Regions from separate parts of the Zea mays genome. Here all the other regions are linked to region 3. A link is a contact called in public Hi-C data. All regions are on one chromosome and are shown on one strand. The core of a region is the stretch at or near the end of the contact, and the rest is flanking DNA. Distances in the headings are between cores, read along the strand shown. Region 1 holds the start of LOC100281623. Region 2 holds the start of LOC100281925 (taxane 10-beta-hydroxylase). Region 3 holds the start of LOC100285697.

What was found. Hi-C and Micro-C count contacts between places; a contact is called where the count stands out from the background.
Region 1: a Hi-C map of leaf shows a contact between it and region 3, with 4 times the contacts expected there. The contact joins the promoter of LOC100281623 here to the promoter of LOC100285697 in region 3. A contact is called at or near these places in 2 of 25 Hi-C or Micro-C datasets (both in leaf).
Region 2: a Hi-C map of leaf shows a contact between it and region 3, with 4 times the contacts expected there. The contact joins the promoter of LOC100281925 here to the promoter of LOC100285697 in region 3. A contact is called at or near these places in 1 of 25 Hi-C or Micro-C datasets (leaf) and 2 of 3 datasets of contacts at active chromatin or transcription factors (leaf and seedling).

What each region holds. Positions count from the first base shown.
Region 1 is chr4:5,892,883-5,896,545 of Zm-B73-REFERENCE-NAM-5.0, reverse strand. It overlaps LOC100281623, which reads right to left and starts at 1,798. Exons shown (of 2, transcript NM_001154542.2): 1 at 1,486-1,798; 2 at 1,039-1,379. The coding sequence starts at 1,737. The coding sequence ends at 1,290. LOC100273572 reads left to right here. Exons shown (of 4, transcript NM_001147990.1): 4 at 1-188.
Region 2 is chr4:6,212,591-6,216,085 of Zm-B73-REFERENCE-NAM-5.0, reverse strand. It overlaps LOC100281925 (taxane 10-beta-hydroxylase), which reads right to left and starts at 1,966. Exons shown (of 4, transcript NM_001397556.1): 1 at 1,380-1,966; 2 at 582-1,062; 3 at 262-449; 4 at 1-154. The coding sequence starts at 1,898.
Region 3 is chr4:6,039,246-6,042,744 of Zm-B73-REFERENCE-NAM-5.0, reverse strand. LOC100285697 reads right to left here and starts at 1,607. Exons shown (of 2, transcript NM_001366734.1): 1 at 853-1,607; 2 at 1-52. The coding sequence starts at 1,199.

The DNA.
Region 1 (3,663 bases), core at 549-3,048, 150 kb after region 3:
AAGGTTGCCCCCCCTCTGCCTGTCTGCGCCTCTGCCTCTGCCTTGTCGAGGCTTAGAGGTGCATTGGTTGTCCGGTGATAGATTCATCGGAAGCCTGTAAATTAAAGACCTAGGCTCATATAATAATCATATGGAGTCCCGTGGTTCTGGAAGTTCTTGCAATGACAACTATTTGGCTTCAGAGACTGAAATGCTGTCATAGTAGTGGTGTTTATCATGCCAACATTTGCTTCTGTGGTGTCGCTAATTGTGACTCATGGACACATATGAAGAGTTATTTATTACACTTAATGCCACTCTTGAGACTCAGGGGACCCCATTTTTTGAGGTTCAGGGGACTCATTTTTTTGGCTGCTTCCACGGTTCCTCCTATCCTATCCATGTGGTGTTGAAGACTTGTAAGCAAATTCAGTCCAGTTACTCCATACTTCTCTGAACCAAAAAGATCGTTTTGATCCCGGCATGAAGTGTTTTTATCAAGCAAAATTAAGGGCGTGTTTGGCATTGCTATGCTCCACCTCAGAGCAGCTCTACTCTAAAACTCTGGGTGGAGTAGCTCTGTTCTAGAACTTAGACTGTATCTCATAATCGGTGGCAGTCACGGGTAAATAACTCAAAACTCCATGACTAGGTTCTTTTGGAGTTTTCGGAGCAGTAAAAGAGACTCCATAGAGTTTACAACTCTAGAGTTAGAGTGTTTGATATGCCCTGACCAGCTTCTTCTTGAAGTTTTGCTCTAGAATCATGTCAAACAGGCCCTAAATCTCGAGGTCAAGTTGTGCTAAACTTGGACTCTGCAGTAGTGAGGTGGTTTAGGCCACAGAATTCTGCTTACAGAGGTGGTGTGGCATCTTATTTCACAAGAGAGTAGGCGCAGGATATGAGAAATTTTGGAACCTGAGATGGTCAAATGAGATGTTCTGCACCTAGTATTCAAGCGTAAACCTGAATTTGTAGTGGACACACGTGCTGAATTTCAAGCGTAAACAGAATCTGGACCATTATTAGCATGTGAACAACTTAACACATGTTCTCAACTTCTGATGAACAACATGCAGGACAAAGTCAGTTGATGACACACACACATACAGGCACTGATGAGACGACCGACCCCAACGAAATTGCAGAGATACACATAAACATTTCTAGATTACAGAGGTACACATGAACATACATTTCTTCATGGAAATTAACTTCACATCCAGCAGGTCACGATGGACTTAGTAAAAATCAAGCTTCCCAAGCAGGCGGTGCTCCGAAAAGTCTGGGCGGAGAAGGTGCCCATCACATCACTTGCTCCCGGGAGGTCCGCCGCCGAAGAGGTAGCCGAGCGACGAGCCGCCGCCCGGCGCGGCGTGCACCTTGGTCGACGGGCGGTCCTGTGGGCCACGCCGTGGCAGAGGAAGGCAACGATGTCAGGAGCGCAGAGACAAAAGGGGAAGAGGAAGAATAGGTGGCCGGCGACTGGCTGTCTGGCTGGCTTACCGTGAGGAAGTTGCCGCAGTTCTGCCCCTGCGCCCGGAAGTAGTTGTTGGTCTGGCTCTGGTTGCCGCGGACGCCGGCCGGGATCCCCTTGAGCTTCTCGCCGTCTGCTGCCGCCGGCACCGGCGCAGGCGCAGGCGCCGCCGCAGCCGGCTTGGCGGGCGCCGCGGCGGCCTCGTCGCCGCCGCCGCCGCCGAAGAGGTAGCTCAGCGAGCTCTGCCCGCCCCCGTAGCTCACGCCCCGGCCGCGGCCCATCCTCCGCCTCCTCGCTCGCCGCTCGACTAGTCCAGCAGGCGAAAGGAAGCTGCTTTGCGCTTGCAGTGCCACCTTGGGTCGCCGGAGGCAGGCGTCGCTATTAATAGCGGCACGCCGCGCGACCACCGGGGCGGGCGCACCCGCATCGCGGCCGTCGGTCTCGGGGCGCTCGCGGATCGGACGGCGAGGACCCGCGTCGGCGTCGGTGCGGGGTTGGTGGGGCCCGCGCAGGCGGCGGTTCCAAAATTACAGATGCGGTTGGCGGCGCGTCGCCATGGCTGATTGGGAGAATGATGGAGGGGTGTTTGGGTGGCCCCCACTGACGAGTGAGTCACTGGTCTGACCTGACGTTACCCCGGTCGTTGGGTGCACGAGGTGACGCGAGTGATCAATAGAGGAACGTCTCCGCCAGCAAATTCGTGACCGGAAGATAGAGTAGTTCATCTCAGCAGAGATCTCTTATCGTATTCTCTACCTCATCCTATATTTTAAACTTCACTCTGGATCTACTGTGTATTTTAAGGCCCCGTTTGGTTACCGCGGATTCCATTTCGGTGTGGAGGTAATAAGGAAAGCGGTGTGACAAGGGATCTTCGTCGAGAAGTTGGGAGTGGTGATGCATACGATAACGTTGGCTCGAAGGGGCAAGCAGTATGGAGAGGGGAGCAGTTGGTTGGACGAGGGAGCGACAAGTGGAGTGCGGAGGGAATGCAGTGGAGGACAAAGGGGTGTCGGCGAGGAGGGACCTAGCACTTGAGGAGGAAGCAGTGCCGTGGAAGGGAAGCGGTACTCGAGCGAGGGAGCGACAACGTGTAGGAGCAAGCAGTGACGAGGAGGGAGAGGTGGTGCGAGGATGGCCGATCCGCGACTTCAAGGAGGAAGCAATCCTGTAGAGAGATAGCAGTGGCTTCTAGGCGAAGCGAAATGGCCCTCCAGATCGCAGGCGACACAGTGAGCTGGGGGAAGGAAGCGAAAGAGGAGGAGCAGTGATGTGGGAAGAGAGGAAAGAGAACTTGATGGTTATATGAACAAAAGGATGCTCAAAGGGGAGAACCCACGGATATGCACGACTTCGAGCGAGGTCGTGCTTTTGCGCAAATGCATGTGCAACCTACTGGATTAGTGAATAGAGTGCTTTTGTTGTGTATTTTACGCATCCATGACCGTATGCAAGAGCTAATCTAGAATGAGGATTTGAATTTCAAATGTCTTCCACACCAAAGCAAAGCCATAATATGGACACATGCTCAATTGGAGTCGGCAAAGCCTTTGGATCCCCATTCAATTAAACATTTTTTCTTTGGATTGTATGGATTAATTGACCTTCATTTATCATATTTCCCTGCCTCTAAAACCTAATGTTGTTGTTGGTGAATGGGTACAAACTGAGCGAAGAGAGGAGCATAATTATCAAGGCAACAATGTATAATGTTTTGAGCTAGAATCATCGTTCTTTACTATTGATCAACATTCTTTTTATACAACACAATTACAATTTTGTGCATATTTTCTTTGCTCTTACCTATCAGGACATATTCTTTAATATCCAAGTTTACAAGATTTAGCATCTCAAGGATATCAAGGGCCTTTTACACGCCAACCACCTTTGATCGTGGACCTTTATTAAGCCAAGGTGAAAGGCCATTAAGCCTTCATTTAGTCTCATAAGACATGGCTCTTCTGAATGTTCATTGTCTCTACCGGATGTCCTCAACATGGTGGTCTCTGACAAGATCGATAAAGGCCCTTAGTGCGACAATCTTATCATCTTCGTCAAGCCTTCGACGAGATCGGTGAAGGCCCACGACATGTCTGTCTTGTCATCTCCTAGCAAGCCTTTGGCAAAGGCCCTTAGGGTGTGGGATTTGTCATCTCTGAGCAAGCCTTCAACGAGATCGGTGAAGGCCTTAGGGTGTGGTCCCATGA
Region 2 (3,495 bases), core at 717-3,216, 170 kb before region 3:
ACTCGGTTCCAGGGCACATCCTTGGCCCTCCCCCGAACGGCAGGAAGCTGTACGGCGGGATCGACGAGCGCTTCTCGAAGCGGGACGGATCGAACTTGGTGGGTTCGGCGAAGAACCTGGGATCCATGTGCGTGATGCTTTGGGATGCGAAGACCTGCCACGAATTGCATGTTGCGAAGCAAAATTAAAGCTTTAATTTCTTGATCAATTGTGTTCTGATGAAAACATATATATATGTGCAGGAAAGAAAAAGATGCCTACTTTCCAGCCCTTGGGGATGAGGTAGCCCTGGTATTCGATGTCCTTGGTGGCAGTCCTGAAGCTCCCGAACACCGGCGGCACCGTGCGCAGCGTCTCCAGCGCCGCCCTCCATGTGTACTTCATGCTCGAAACGTCTTCCCATGTTAGAGCACCGTCTCTTCCGTTTCTACCAGCGATCTCATCTTGTTCTGCCAGTATATGATGTTATGTATATATATGTTCACTTCGATATACAGAAAAGGAGACCAAAAGTGTATGTAGTAGCTAGGCGCTAGCTACTGTGGAGTGTGGACACACACACACTGACGCGCGCACAGTACCTTGGGTGATCTTGGCGAGGACGTCTGGCTCGTTGGCGAGGTGGCGCACCATGAAGGTGATGAGCGTCGAGGTGGTGCCGTGCGCGCCGATGACGATGCCCATCACGTTGTCGACGATGTCCGCCAGCGAGAGGGAGTGCGCGCCCCTGGAGCGCAGGAGGAGCATGTAGGTGACGAAGTCGGTGGCGGCTGAAGTCGTAGCAGTAGCAGTGGCGGTGGTGCACCCTTCGTCCTGCGACAGCAGCAAGGAGTACTCCTCCTCCTTCTTCCTGGCGAACTTCGTGATGGCCTCCCTGATCTTGGCGCTCGACCGCATGCCCTTGCCGAACCTGGTGAAGGGGATGTTGACTGGGAACGACAGGATCGCGTCACCTAGCTGCTGGAAGTCGGTAGCTAGGGCGTCTACTATGGCGGCTGCTTCCTCGCCGAAGACGACGGAGCAGATGACCCCTAGTGTAAGGCTCCTCGCCATCGGCAGGACCTACATATATGGCCAGCAAGAACACACGTTTATAATTTCAATTAAGTCGTCGATCGGTTGGTTATATATGGTATACCAATACATTTTTACAAGGCTATAGTATTTGACTAACAATGTCTATGAAGATGTAGAACTTGATAGAGATAACTAATTGCTTTGCATGATGAATATATACATCAACTTAATTTGCGTTGTTAATCTATCTGGAGAATTTTAGTAAATTGTTGGTCAAAGCTCACAACGATAGACGACAATATAGATAGAACAACGAAACTAAAACACACAGCTGTTTATGATAATCACAGGTAGGTACGTACGTTGACAGTGCTGCGACCAACCCAGTTGAGCTTGAGCTGCCTCCTGACCTCGGCGTCCATCTTCCCCACGTACCCCCGGACCATCTCAGGCCGCAAGTAGCCCTGCAGCGCGCTGCGCACCTGCTTCAGGTCGTCGCCGGTGAGCGTGAGGATGGAGCGGCGGAGGAGGGAGCGGAGCGCGCGCGTCTGCGTGAGGATGAGGCCCTGGTTGGTGAATATGAAGTGGTTGGCCTCCGTCCCGGCCAGCAGCACCGTCGGCGAGCCCAGCACCGACATCTTGGACACCGGGCCGTACCTCTTGATCCGCGCCCTGAACCACTGGTCGTCCGTGTTGCTGCGCAGCGCGTGGAGGAGGGAGAAGGTCTGGCCGATGACGGGGACGCCGAGGTCGCCGGGCGGTAGGCTGTAGGACGTCGAGCCTGCAGACCTGCTGCTGCGCTTTTTTTGGGCACTGAGGAGGTGGTGGAGAACCAAGGCTATTGCCGCTGCTGCAGCAGCAAGGAGCACGATGAAAGCCATTGCAAGTATGCTGGTGGTGCGTGGAGAGAGCTCGATCAAACTTGGGGGTAGTTGGCGGGGTGTTGGGCAATTAAAAGCCTGCTTGTGTGTAGATATATATACAGTGCTGTCAGAATCCACTTGGATTCAACGCGATCAAGGTTCATTATTGGAGTTGGAATTTATCAAACTGTTTGCAACAGCTCACTTTCATCTAGATCTAGCTAGGCCCCATATATGCCACTCGTGCTTTTCTCTTCCCTCCAGCGACCACGGGGCCGGCAAGGGCGGGCGCGCATGAGGTGTCCATTGCCGGGCGGGGCCTCGGCAGGCGCAGGTGTGGCTAGAAATGGCAATAATGGCTATCCAAGGTCCGATGGGTCAAAACCCCATTCGATATGATATGAGGTATTTTGATGTCCATAGTGTTGAGTCTGTGATTCAAATTCTATAGTGAACGGTGTTCTGTAAACACTTAATATATAGTGAAGGTTTCACCTGACTGGTGTCCGTGGTTTTTCCCTTCACATTGAAGGATTTTTCATGTAAATCTGTGTGTCGTGCTCTGTGTTTTGTTGGTTAATCTACTTCATTTTTTATGCTGTTTCTGCTAACATATATATTTTATTGGGTCATTTACTATACTCGTTAACCTATATCATGTGTGTCCGAATTATTAAATGTGTTCCACATAAAATAAAACATTGAACTTGTAATAAAATTATGCTCGGTTCGATAAAAACACAAAGATAATATGATATTTTAGTATCTTTCATTACTGATGAGGTGTTGGACTTTAATATTTTATATTTGATATTTACTTTTGAAATTAAAATGATCATGTCTACTGAAATGTTAGTGGGTATGAGTATATGGTAATTTGTACCATGATAGGTACGGGAATGAGGTATTTTTTTGGTGAATATGTGTATAGCCTTGTGTGCTAATTAGGTATCTTATCCGATGCCATCCTAAGGTGTGGCACATTCCTGCAATATTTGGTCACATGGAAGGAAAAGAGTCGTACAAAAGCAAGAACAAACTATTTTTTATGCTACCTCTATTCACAAACACATGGCAACACTGAGATCCCAAGCGAAAGCCATGCAAAATGTATAGTCTATGCAAACGACGTCGATGCCCTCGGCGCCGTTGACCTCCTTGGAGGCATCGTCAGGGAGCCTCCTCACCTTTCCTCCAACCCCTAGGTGTCGTCATGGACGACTCATGCTGCGACGGTGATTTGGTCGTCATCATGTTCTTGCAGGTTTCTTGTGCCCTTGTGCTTGGCACTGGTGTTTCACCCTTGTCGTGATGCAACGGGTGCCTCCCTTTGGCGCCTCTGCTCCGTCAGTGCTCTCCTTGTTAACTGGAACACGAAAATCTTATGCTGGGTCAGTGAATATCCGCATCTACCGCCATTCCCCCACGAGGATTTCCCCTCTCGCATGGCGTTGGATGGTGGCAAGCGGAGCCCGGATGCGCTGTCGAGTGATTCTGTTTGCTCGAATGGAGGTCGTCATTTGTAGTATATTGTGGTCAGCGTGCCTCCTGCCTCCTTTAGTCCCCGTCCGCGTTTGCATGGCAGATGGCCACAAGGCAGCGAGATGCGCTTAGC
Region 3 (3,499 bases), core at 358-2,857:
GAACGCCGTCGCCGCCACCAGGCACAGCGCTCCGTCCGTCAGCGGGAAGTGCCTGCACCGTTCGTATTCGTTGTTCAGTTCAACACCCCATTGTTTACTACTCATGCTTTGCTGCGTACTTTATATAATAATGGCGTTGTACGACTGCATGATTGCTTGCCAAAGATTTTCCAAGACGAAACAACAAAAGCTGCGCAGGTGTGGATCAGAAAAGAAGAGAGGGGGGACTGCATGCACTCGTTGTCGTTGGGGTGAGATCAAGCTTGGGGCCCCCCCAACAGCACTCCAATGCGAAACAGAGTCGGACTGCACTTGCTACTACTCCACGTGCATTCAGAAAAGGGAAGGCACGCCGCCACGAAATCCCTTTTAATTTTTCCCTTTCACCAAAACATCGCTGCTGGTGCTGCTGCTTACGGGTACTACGACCACGAGACAGGCAGTGTTCTTGGTGTATGGATTTGTAGGCGAGTTGGAGGACATGGTGTTGTGTTGTGAGCTGGATCGACCACCACATGGCTGCGCCAGCCAATCATGGCGACGAGTCAAACATGTACAGCCTCGCCACGGCGCCACCCAACTAATCCAACCAACCTAAAGATTCTGTTTTTTTTTTCCTTTTCTTTTCTTTGAAACCAAAAAGAACCGACGACTACGACGCGGCGGCTCCTCTTCTTCGTGATCATCGCGCATGCAACGAATCCTAGCGTAAAAAGCTTGAGAAACGACGAACGATCCAAGGTTTGGCTGGATCGACGGAGAGGGCTAGGTCAGACAGAGACCGTCAGAGGAGCTAGGCAACGAGCGCGCGCGTGCACACAGAAGACAGAACAGACAGACAGACAGACAGACCTGGGCCAGAGCTGGGACGCGAGAGCGAGCGCGCCGAAGAGGAAGAACATGAGCAGCATGCCGCCGTGCTCGAGGTCGTTGAGGTGCGCCGGGTTGACCTCGCCGCCGGCGAATATCCGGAGGTGCGTGGAGTAGAGCACCTCCACGCACATGTCCGCCAGCGCGCCGCCCGCCACGACGTAGAGCTCCAGCAGCCGCGCCGGCCCGGGCGCCGGCGCGGGGCTCCACGCGCGCACCCGGAACGACGACGGGTCCGCGGCGTGCCGCGCCGCCGACGACCACACCCGCCACAGCCCCACCGCCAGGAACAGCGTGCCCGGGAGCACGTGCCCCTTGAACGACCCCATCTCTTCTCGTGGATGGATCCGGGTTGACTTTTTCCTCCGCGCTCGGGGTCTCGGGGGGGACGAGGACGAGGACGACGACGCCGCTTGAGGGGCGCGCCTTGGTCGTTCTTGTTTGTGACCGATCGTTGCGCTGCGCTGCCTGGGTCGGCCGGCGAGGCGGCGACGGTGGGCGGAGGGTGGGAGATCCCGCTGCGCCGAGGCCCGCGTCGCCGCTGCAGCTCCGGCGAGAGCGACGCCTGTGGGTGGGTGGGCGGGAGCTGCAGGGGATTGAGAGTGATCGATCAGATGCGATGCTAGCCGGAGCGAATCATTGCTTTATCTCTATCATGGCCGGGCGAGCCGAACCGCGGAATCAGAGAAGCTTCCTCTCTCTCTCGCTCGCTCTAGATGGACGGACGTGGATTTGTCTCAAATGGGGACAGGCGAGGAGGCGTTGGAGTTGGTGCGTGACGGAGACTCCTTTTCAAGACATCTACTTCTATAGTCTAGCTCCAATGGAGATGGCAACGGGGCCTGATCCGTGGTTCCTTACAGATAATTCCCTAGTAAGGGATAGAGGTACAGACAAATTATTATATCCCAAACAAATAGGTTCTAATCTTTATTAAAATTAAAATGAAGAAAATTTAGACTCTTTTGGTGCCACTCTTTCAAAGACTCCTTTAAAAACTCCGTCAAAAAAATCTATTAAACGAGCGGCTCTAGAAAATTTAGACTTACTTCTTCATAAAAATAGTGAGGAATTGCCTCTAGAAATCGAGCGAACCAGAGAGCCCAAAACAGAGACTTCTTCGGGAGTCTCTCTCTCCCGTCCTTCCCTTCCACGTAAAAATAGGAAGAGCTACGTTTCCAACCAAATAAGATACTCTCTGAGAAGCTCTTTTTGAAAGTAAGAAGAGTTGTTTGTTGATGCAAAATCCTTAGTCTCCACCAGGTTTATGGAGAAGGGGATGGAGAGCCATTCACATCCTCGTTCAGCACGTACTGACTTCTCTTACTCTAAATTAATTCCTTTGCATGTTAAAAATCTATCAAAAACTTAACTCATAGCCTAGTATAATTAGCATACTAAATTCTAAACTAGATACCTCTTGTTACATTAAAACTTGCCAGTTCAATTTATATTAATTCCATATAAATGATGCATACTTATCTTTAAATATTGCATTTTGTAACAGTGACAAATTTCCCACGGAGAGAAAATTACCCGTGTGGGGGCAGAGATAGAGATAGGTCCTCCGTAATTGTTCATGGGACGAGAACAGGAACGGATAATTCTTTTTCTCCTCTGGATAGGGATGGAGCCATCACGCATTCCCTGTCGACAACCAGAGCATTTAGTTTAAGGGACTAAAGTTTAGCATGTTGTCACATCGGATATCCAAATGCCTATTACAAGTTAGATATAATCTAGTTATAAAACTATTTACACAACTGAAGACTAATAAACGGCAATACAAATTTATTGAACCTAACTAATCCATGATTAAGCATCACATGTGTGAACCATGTACTAATCAGGTTAATAGATTTATCTTGTCGTTTAGTTTTTATTTACTATATTTAATACTTCTAATTAGCATTAGGACTGAATATCGAACTAGCTCGGTTCAGCTCGTCCGAGCTCGAGATGGCTCGTTAAGCTAACGAGCTGGCTCGACTTGTTAAACTAACGAGCCATAGAGTCAGCTCGGCTCGTTTAGCTTGTGAGTCAGAACAGAAAAAAATGTATATAACATGAATTTCTAGTTAATTTTAGATTAATTTAACAATAAAAATAATAATTGTATACATAGTTTCAGGGACCACATCAATGTAACACCAAATTAACACAACTCATCATTCATCAATTAATAGTTCACACACATGTTCATCAGTTTAACCCACGATTATATTCTCATAGATCAATTTAACAAATAGACAAAGTTCATAAATCATTATTTTAACTCATAGACCATATACATCACACATACATATAACATGTTCATCAATTATTATGTAAATGATATGCATATAGTTTCGTTTTGCTGAAATGAAGTAACTCGTTTAGCTCACGGGCTGGAACGAGCTGCCTCGTTTAATGAACCGAGCTACGATATCAGTTCACATCGTGAAAAAATTCAAACGAGTCGAACCGAGCTGAGCCGAGGAGACCACGGACCGAGCGAGTCGATGAGCTACGAGTATAAGCTTTTTCCTTTTCGTCCTCGATTTCCTCTTATTCCTGTCAATAAAATAGGTAAAAAAAACTAGTACCGGTTTGTCCATCAGTTCGTCTTTGCCGAACTGGATTTGACACC